Regions from separate parts of the Mus musculus genome. Here region 2 is linked to region 1. A link is a contact called in public HiChIP or PLAC-seq data. All regions are on one chromosome and are shown on one strand. Each heading gives the region's core, a stretch centred on a gene start, on an enhancer-like site or on the middle of the called end of the contact. The rest is flanking DNA. Distances are from core to core; before and after follow the strand shown.

Region 1 (3,843 bases), core at 736-3,235:
TGAATTTCACCATTCTTATTGCTAAGTAAAACAAATACCAATGTCTACAAAGTAGTAATGACCACTTAGGAGGCTTTAACAGAAAGGGGTTGGGAGGGGGTCCCACTCTTTCCTACATGATGAGAGAAAATGAGGGAGCAGGGCTGAGGGGAAGTCAGGCTTATGGCTTCACAAGGAGAAGGGAGAGGGCACTGACGTCCGTCCGTCCGTCAGAGGGAGTGTGAACTGAGGCACCGCCACTGGACCAGGTCCTTGCTTCTAAGGAATAATGGAGGATCCTAGAAAGACAGCCGTGAGGTGCTGCCGTTTTTTGTTAACTCTTCTGGGCGGCGAGCGACCCATTACTTCCCATAGAACTTTTTGTTGAGAAGGAAGATCAGGAGGTTGACATTCACTTTAGCTCTATCAAATAATTTCATAACTGCAACTCCTTCATACTGTAGCTGCAGCAAGTCCTGTTTAAAAAACAAAACAAAACAATTTCACCATCGAATCCAGAACAAGAAAAGGAAGGACCCCACGATCCAGGAGAGGAGAGGCAGGACTTCTGTGCCAGGTGTGAAATGGTGCAGCAGGTCAGACACACTTCTCAGTGCAGAGCTTTACGGGGCACGACTGCCCTGGGGCCAGCTACCCTGGGTGCTGGAGCAACAGGGAGCCTACAACTTAGTCTTAGGTTATCATTTAGTTTATAGTAAAAGATTCTAAACACAAAGGGAAATTAGGAGTTATGTTCAGTTAAAATACATTTAAAGCTTATTTCAAAAGTTACAACGGTAGGGGCCGCTGGAGCAGTGAGCAGGGCATGGATGAGTGGGTGAAGCATCATCCTCAAGAGGCAAAGGGGAGGGTGGAGAGGGGAGAGGGGAGATGGGATGGGATTTGTTGAGGGGTAACTGGAAGGGGGATATGATTTGAAATGTAAAGGAATGATTAATCAAAAAGAAGTTATGATGGCATTTCCCCATTGTTTCAGATGTAGGTTAGAGGTTTTAATACACATAGAAAAAGTAAAGGCATTTCAATTTATGAAATATGCCAATGAGAATGAGAAATGAAAATGAGAATGACCTGTAATGTCTCAGTACCTACCAGTTGCTCTGCCCCCGCCCCGCCTCCACCCCTGGCACTTTTGCACAGGCTGACCGAATACTCCTGACCCCATGGTGGGATGACAGGTATGTGCTGCCTGGCTCAGTTTCTACAGTGCTGAGATCAAACCCAGGGGTTTGTGCCTGCCAAACAAGCATTCTACCAACAGAACTACATCTCCAGCTCTGCAGTCTACTGGAGTCCTTTGTTTTTAGGAGACTGAGCCCAGGGTCTCTTGTAAACTGAATATGACTCCAACTTCAACTCCGCATGAGAAAGGTTGTCTAACGTAAATGCAAGTACAACAGGAGGAGCAACCATCCAGCACCGAGCCTGTGTGTGGCCTCGGTTAGGCACCTTACACACTATTTTTTCAAGGCATTACAAAAACCTTATGAAGCATAATTATCTGAACTTTAGAGATGAGCTGCTGAGGCTCAAAGTGTTGGGTGGCAAGGCCATCAGGAAAGAGCTGGCTCTGGGGTGATCGGTATGATCGGCTGTTTTCTAATGTTCTCTGCAGTCCTGGCGGCTTACGACAGCACTGTCGTCACTACCACTAAACTGGTGAGTGGTGGTGAGGAAGGGCATGAAGGGACCGCAGTGTCCCAAGGATGGGGACCATGGTGTGTCCTCTCTGCCTAGCCTAACCCTAACCCCAGGCACCTATGAGGCAGACCAGTTCCTGAATCCGAGCAGCAGTGTACAGTCTCCTTAGCAGACTGGTTGGCCTGCACTGGCAGTGAAACCAATGGAATAGGGACTGTATGCAGTATGCTTAGTTACAGTGTGTGAAGAAATCCTTTCACAGTTACTGAATTAATATGCGCTGAGAGACTACTGGTTACCAACAGGGAGGTACAGATGACTAAGACATACTGTCTTAGGAGTTCCCAGTTTTGGGGGTGGCAGGGAAATGAGTCAGCTCGCACTGTCAACAGAGGATGTCTCAGGGCTGCTGAGTCAAGGGGAAGGGCCATCACTGCGGCTGTAGGGGGGCAGCGCGGGCCAGTGCTCACTGTTTGATGGAGGCAGGAGGCAGGTAGGGAGCAGAGGGAGGGAGGCTGATTCCAGGAGGGGAGAGCATCCTGTGCAGAAGGCGGAACGCTTGCTCACAGAGAGGCACCAGCCTGGTTTGCTAGACCACGGCAGTGGCAAGCAAGGCAGGGTGTGGCAAGACATGGAAGAGCAGTTTGGCAGTAGAGCATGTGTGAGGCTCAAAGTTTGATTCTCAGCACTGCAAAAGAAATGAGCCAACCAGGCTGAAGAGGTCACTCACTGGTTAGGAGCACTGACTGCTCTTCTAGAGGTTCTGAGTTCAATTCCCAGCAACCACATGGTGGCTCACAACCTTCTGTAATAGGATCTGATGCCCTCTTCTGGTGTGTGTCTGAAGACAGCTACATACATAAATACATAAATCTTTAAAAAAAAAAAAAAGAAAAGAAAAAGAAACCAACCAACAAAAACCGTAAGAGGTCTACTATGTGGTACACACATAGTTGGGTCTGGACACCGCTCATGAATCCTTTCAATTGTCTGATTATTTCTGGCTTTGGATTTTGAAGATTGCTTTCACTATACAGGCTGGCCAGGAATTACAATGAAGTCCAGGCTGGCCTCAAACTCTGAATCTTCTTGCCTCTGTCTCCTGAGAGCTGGATTACTGGTGCGTGTCACCATCCTTATTTGGTACATTTTTTAATGTGCAAAAATAGATATTTAGGCAGCTCGGCATGGTGGCACATATCTATAATCCCAGCATTTGGGAGAAACAGGAGAGTCAAGTGTTCAAGGCCAGACTCAACTACATAGTGGATTTGAGGATAGTTTGGGCTACATAAGATTCCTCCCACTCCCCAAAATCAGGTATTTGGGGTTGGAAATTGAACTCAGTGGGAAACAGCCTGCAAGCACAATGCTGAGGGTCAAATGTAAGCACCAGAAAGAAAAAAAAAAGAAACTTAAAAATAAATTAGGGGCAGCTACGTTATAAAACGGCTACAGAGTTAATTTTGAATTTAAAATGTGATTCAGAGTTACAACGAGGCAATGTGTTCACAAATTTTAGTAATATCCCTAACAAAAGGTATCCATATCAAATAAAAATGAAAACAAAGAGAGATTTCAAGTACAGAGCAGCAAAGAATCTCTTACTGCTAACACTGGTGGTTAGGTACCTCCTTCAAGGCCAGGGCACCAGCTCATCAGGGCTGGAGTGAAGATTCAGGTGTCAGAGCACTCTAAAGCATCCGCACAGGACGACTCTCAGAGGACACAGACCACACCCAACTCCCCAAGCCCTTAGCTTCTCCCAACTAGGCGCCCACCGAGCTCTCTGAATACACAAAGCTCTCCCCAAAGGCTTTCCCTTATCTTTTCTCCCACCTCATCGGAGAGCGTCACGCCTGAGCCTGTGCACACCCACCTGATAATGCAACATGAAAGTCTCCATCTGAACTCCCATGAACTTGGCTTTTACTTCAAAGTCTCCAACTTCTTCTGTTGGACCAATTTCGAAGATAACATTTTTAAATCTGTTGAAACACAACACCGTATGTGTGAGCTTTGAGTTTTTAGGTAATGAGACTCTGAGATGGGGGAGGGGGCACTAGGGGTAGATTCTGGACCTAAGTTCGCCTGGAGCGGCAGCGCCATTGGCAAAAGCATCCTGCTGTGGTGTCTGCTTTGACACCTGGAGAGAGAAATGGTCACCCCTCCCTGAAGCACTTGCAATTTGTTCCAAGACGG
Region 2 (3,843 bases), core at 882-3,381, 600 kb after region 1:
GTTCTGCTGTACTTAGACTATGGGGCTGCCTGCTGCTTACCTCCCAGGGAATCCTCAGCTTGGAGCAGCAGAAAGCAACAGTGTTGTAGACGGTCCACTGATAACCCTCTCCAGGGTCACATAGGGTTTTACAAGACATTTCAATTGTATTAAAGTGTCGTTTGTTGTTGTTTTCTGTTGGTTTGTTTGTTTGAGGCAAGGTTTCACCATGTAGCCTTTGCTGGCTGCAACTTGCTAGGTAGACCAGGCTGGCCTGAAGTCATGGAGATCCACCTGTCTCTGACAAAGTGTGTACACTACCACACCTGGCTTGTCTTGGGAAGACGAAAAACCATGGTGGTAGGGTGCAAATCCTTCAGTTCTATCCTCAGCACAAAAAGGAGCCAACAAAGCAAACGAACACCACACACCTTTGCCGGAGTGCTACACGATGCACTGCAGAGTGGAGACTAGCTCCTGCCTTCATGTGTTTAAAAAGGGCCAGGGCGCCCCACTAGCCTTTGGATAACTGTTTAGGAAGAAGGCATTAAGGATGTGCCACTACCACCAGGCAGTGGTGGCACACGCCTTTAATCCCAGCACTTGGGAGGCAGAGGCAGGCGGATTTCTGAGTTTGAGGCCAGCCTGGTCTACAGAGTGAGTTCCAGGACAGCCAGGGCTACACAGAGAAACCCTGTTTCGAAAAAACCAAAAAAACAAAAAAGGGACATGTCACTACATGGGGATTCTTGAGGAGCCCAGGCACCACCTCAGCCAGTGCAGAGCAGCACTCTCACAAGCGAAGACAACTACCATTGTTCTGCTGCCGTCTTAGAAATAAAAGTTGCTCCCTCCCGATTCCTGTGTCCTGGAGCTCATGGGGAGAGGGCGCCCCGAGAGCACATGGGGTACTGAGTGGTTAGTCCCATCCTCAGGGACGAGGGAGGCGTCCACTCAGAAGGTGAGAGAGAAGTGTTCCTGAGACAGCTGAGTTTGGAGAAGAAGAAAATGGGGGTGACCTGAGGGCAGAGGGTGGTTGTCACTATGGTGGGCAGTAGTTGGTCAGCTCACTGGTCATCCTGCCTGAGCCTGGGCTCCAGCAGTAGGGCAGCTCCCAGGAGGTGACTAAATTTGGAGTTGGCCACAGTGGTCAGCCTGCTGGGCTGGGCAGCCTTGCACTGGGCTGTGCTGGACTGTCCTCTCTGGGGCTGTCCATCTGGGTTATGCAGTCAGGAAGGAAGACCATGTGACCATGCCTTTTCTTGTCTTCTTGATTTTCACCAGGATGGCTTACGAAGGTTTTCAGGAAATGAGTATATTCTTGCAACAAAAAGTAAGTTCTCTGTTTTTAATCTCTTACATTGCTATAATACTCTGGCCCAGATTAGATGATGCTCGCTCTCATCAGTAAGCTCTGGGTACGCCGTGAAGCCTCAGAAGCAAAGCAGCCATTTCTGATATAGCACGGCCTACCCCAAACACCAAATGCCACGAACCTGTTAACGTCGTCGTCGTTTTCCAAATTCTGTTACTTTGCAGACCTCCCACCACTTTCAAACAATTTGGCCACCCCCGTCTCCCTTCATGATGTCCCACCACGGATTGCCCTGGCCATAGAAAATGAAGAACAGTGGGACTTTGACATTTTTGAGCTGGAAGTAGCAACCCAAAATAGGTAGGTAGAGCTTGTTTCCAAGGCCTGTGCAGGGAACCGCCCGCCCAAGCAGCAGAGGTGTGTGCAGAGCCATTCCTGGGGTGGGGACAGAGGCTGAGGAAGGAGGAGAGGGACTTCAAGTTGAGTCAGTAGGCCCCAGGCAGAGTTTGCCCAGCTCTGATGGCTTCCTTAAATAGCAGGTTTTCCTGTGACACAAGTCCCTAATTTCTCTAGTATGTGGTATTATATAAGGTAGCAACAAAGAGTCTCCTGCTCCAAACCTAGAACCAATATGGTTAGTTACACATTTGATAAAACTAGCCTCAAATCTTGGTTGCCATATTGGTGGCCCACACAAAGACTCCACCCTAGTTATGTTCATCGGCTTATGGTGGCTGACTGGGAGTTTGGGTTTTGCTGAGTAAAAGCTGTTAACCACAGGATCTTGGCACATAGGGCTGGGCACCCACAGCCAGTGCCAGCCAGGAGTGCGGTTCAGTTTGGGGAGGGTGGCTCTGCTAGGTTGTGGAATGATTCACCGGTCTCACCCCACTGGGTGAGCTGTCTACACTGAGACTCCCACGCACACAGCCTAGCAGTGGCCAGGCACATCCCATAGCAATGAGCCCCTGAGCCCCTGGTTTACATTCCGAGCCATCACAGCTTCCAAAGTGTGGAAGGCAGGCCAGGTCGAGGTCTGTGATGACCTCTGAGATGGCTTCTGTGGGCTGATTTCTTAACCTTCTAAGTCAAGTCAGTAAATCTAAGGAAGGCATGCTTGCTAGTAGCTGGTCAATTTCTCGAGGTAAAGTCTAAACTTTAGACTATAAAGTTGCTGAGGTGATTAGTCACCTGAGTGTGTCTGCGTCTGGTTTATGTCACACTTTGGTGGTATTTCCTCTAGGTAGGCCATCAGAAGTAACACGTGAGGGTAGGATTACAGGTAGCCTGTATAGTCTGGCAAAGGCAGGGTTCTGAAGGTTGTACTTATGCAAGCAGGGTGGGAACTTCACCCCAGCAAATCAAGATGCCTAAAGCAGGCTAAGGCAGAAAGAAACCGTTGTGTGGCCTCCAGCCCACATGGAATACAGTGCAGCAGTGCAGATCAGTTGCCCTGGTACTCTGCACTGTGGCTTGAATGTACTTTGGGTCTCTTCAGAACTCGGGTAACTGGTTTTTGCTCTATTTTATATTGTGCATATTTTTCTTTGTAGGCCTTTGATTTATCTAGGTCTGAAAACGTTTGCGCGTTTTGGAATGTGTGAGTTCTTACAGTGCTCTGAGACAACGCTGAGATCTTGGTTTCAGATGATCGAATCCAACTACCACTCTTCTAACCCCTACCACAATTCCACACACGCTGCGGATGTGCTTCACGCCACGGCGTATTTCCTTTCCAGAGACAAAATAAAGGTGAGCTAGCGTTCCTGTTCCTCATTCAACAGCAACAGTGGGCAGAGATGGGGCTTCCGCCTCAGCTGCCCTCACTGCACCGTAATAACCAGAGTGGTCCTCACCCGTGCAGCGTGCAGCATGGAAGGCGAGGAAGCAGCTGATAGGTTAATCTGCAGTCTCCGCCAGTCTATGAGTCCTCAAGGAGAAACCAACCGAGACAGAACAGGGCTGTCCCCGTGGAGGAGAGGGGTTTCAGTTTGGACCTAAGGGCACACTGAGCCTCTTTTAAGCCCCTCACCTGTGCTGTGAGTCCTGACCATTCCTGCCCTGCCCCGCCCCTCAGCCCCTCAGCTGCTGGCTAACCATCTGACTCAGACAGAGCTTCTAATTTTCCTGCCCCAGGAGGGAGGTCACTCCTCTCTCCTGGTCCCTCACAGCATTCGCACAGTGCTGCCATTGTGTTCTTTCCAGAGCAGCATGTCTGCCCATCACTGCCTTGAGCCGCTTCCTGCCCCACAGGCACTCAGACTTCAAACACTGTGATACACTGCCGTGCCACACCGCCATGAAGGACTCCCCTTTCTTCTTCACTCCCTGTGCCTAGGACATGCAGGCAAACCATTCAGGTCATACGTCAGTGTCTGAAGCATTTGTCTGGGGCCAAGAATGGCTACAGCCACACAGAGCCAGGTGCATCCTACATGATACACCATGGAGCTGGTGTGTGGAGAACAAAATGGAGGATGCCCTGGCACAGGGCGGGTCCAGCGATGTTCATTTCTACCTGTGAGGGTCGGACCACTTAGATCTAAGTC

What was found. HiChIP or PLAC-seq counts read pairs in DNA pulled down with a chosen protein or histone mark.
Region 2: a FOXA1 HiChIP or PLAC-seq map of pancreatic cancer cells shows a contact between it and region 1. The contact joins two enhancer-like sites. A contact is called at or near these places in 1 of 484 Hi-C or Micro-C datasets (embryonic stem cells), 1 of 115 datasets of contacts at active chromatin or transcription factors (pancreatic cancer cells) and 1 of 9 other capture datasets (embryonic stem cells).

The regions. Positions count from the first base shown.
Region 1 is chr7:80,713,491-80,717,333 of GRCm38.p6, forward strand. It overlaps Iqgap1 (IQ motif containing GTPase activating protein 1), which reads right to left. Exons shown (of 38, transcript NM_016721.2): 37 at 3,521-3,629; 38 at 1-455. The coding sequence ends at 342. Among named protein-coding and RNA genes, the nearest start is that of Crtc3, 27 kb to the left of the region's middle. Within about 2 kb of position 1,986, at least 105 of the 459 cell types and tissues checked have an H3K27ac peak or open chromatin away from gene starts, as enhancers often do. A contact at or near this core is called in pancreatic cancer cells, where this site is marked.
Region 2 is chr7:81,317,805-81,321,647 of GRCm38.p6, forward strand. Pde8a (phosphodiesterase 8A) reads left to right here. Exons shown (of 22, transcript NM_008803.3): 15 at 1,264-1,312; 16 at 1,519-1,654; 17 at 2,848-3,046. Among named protein-coding and RNA genes, the nearest start is that of Rps17, 26 kb to the right of the region's middle. Within about 2 kb of position 2,132, at least 70 of the 459 cell types and tissues checked have an H3K27ac peak or open chromatin away from gene starts, as enhancers often do. A contact at or near this core is called in pancreatic cancer cells, where this site is marked.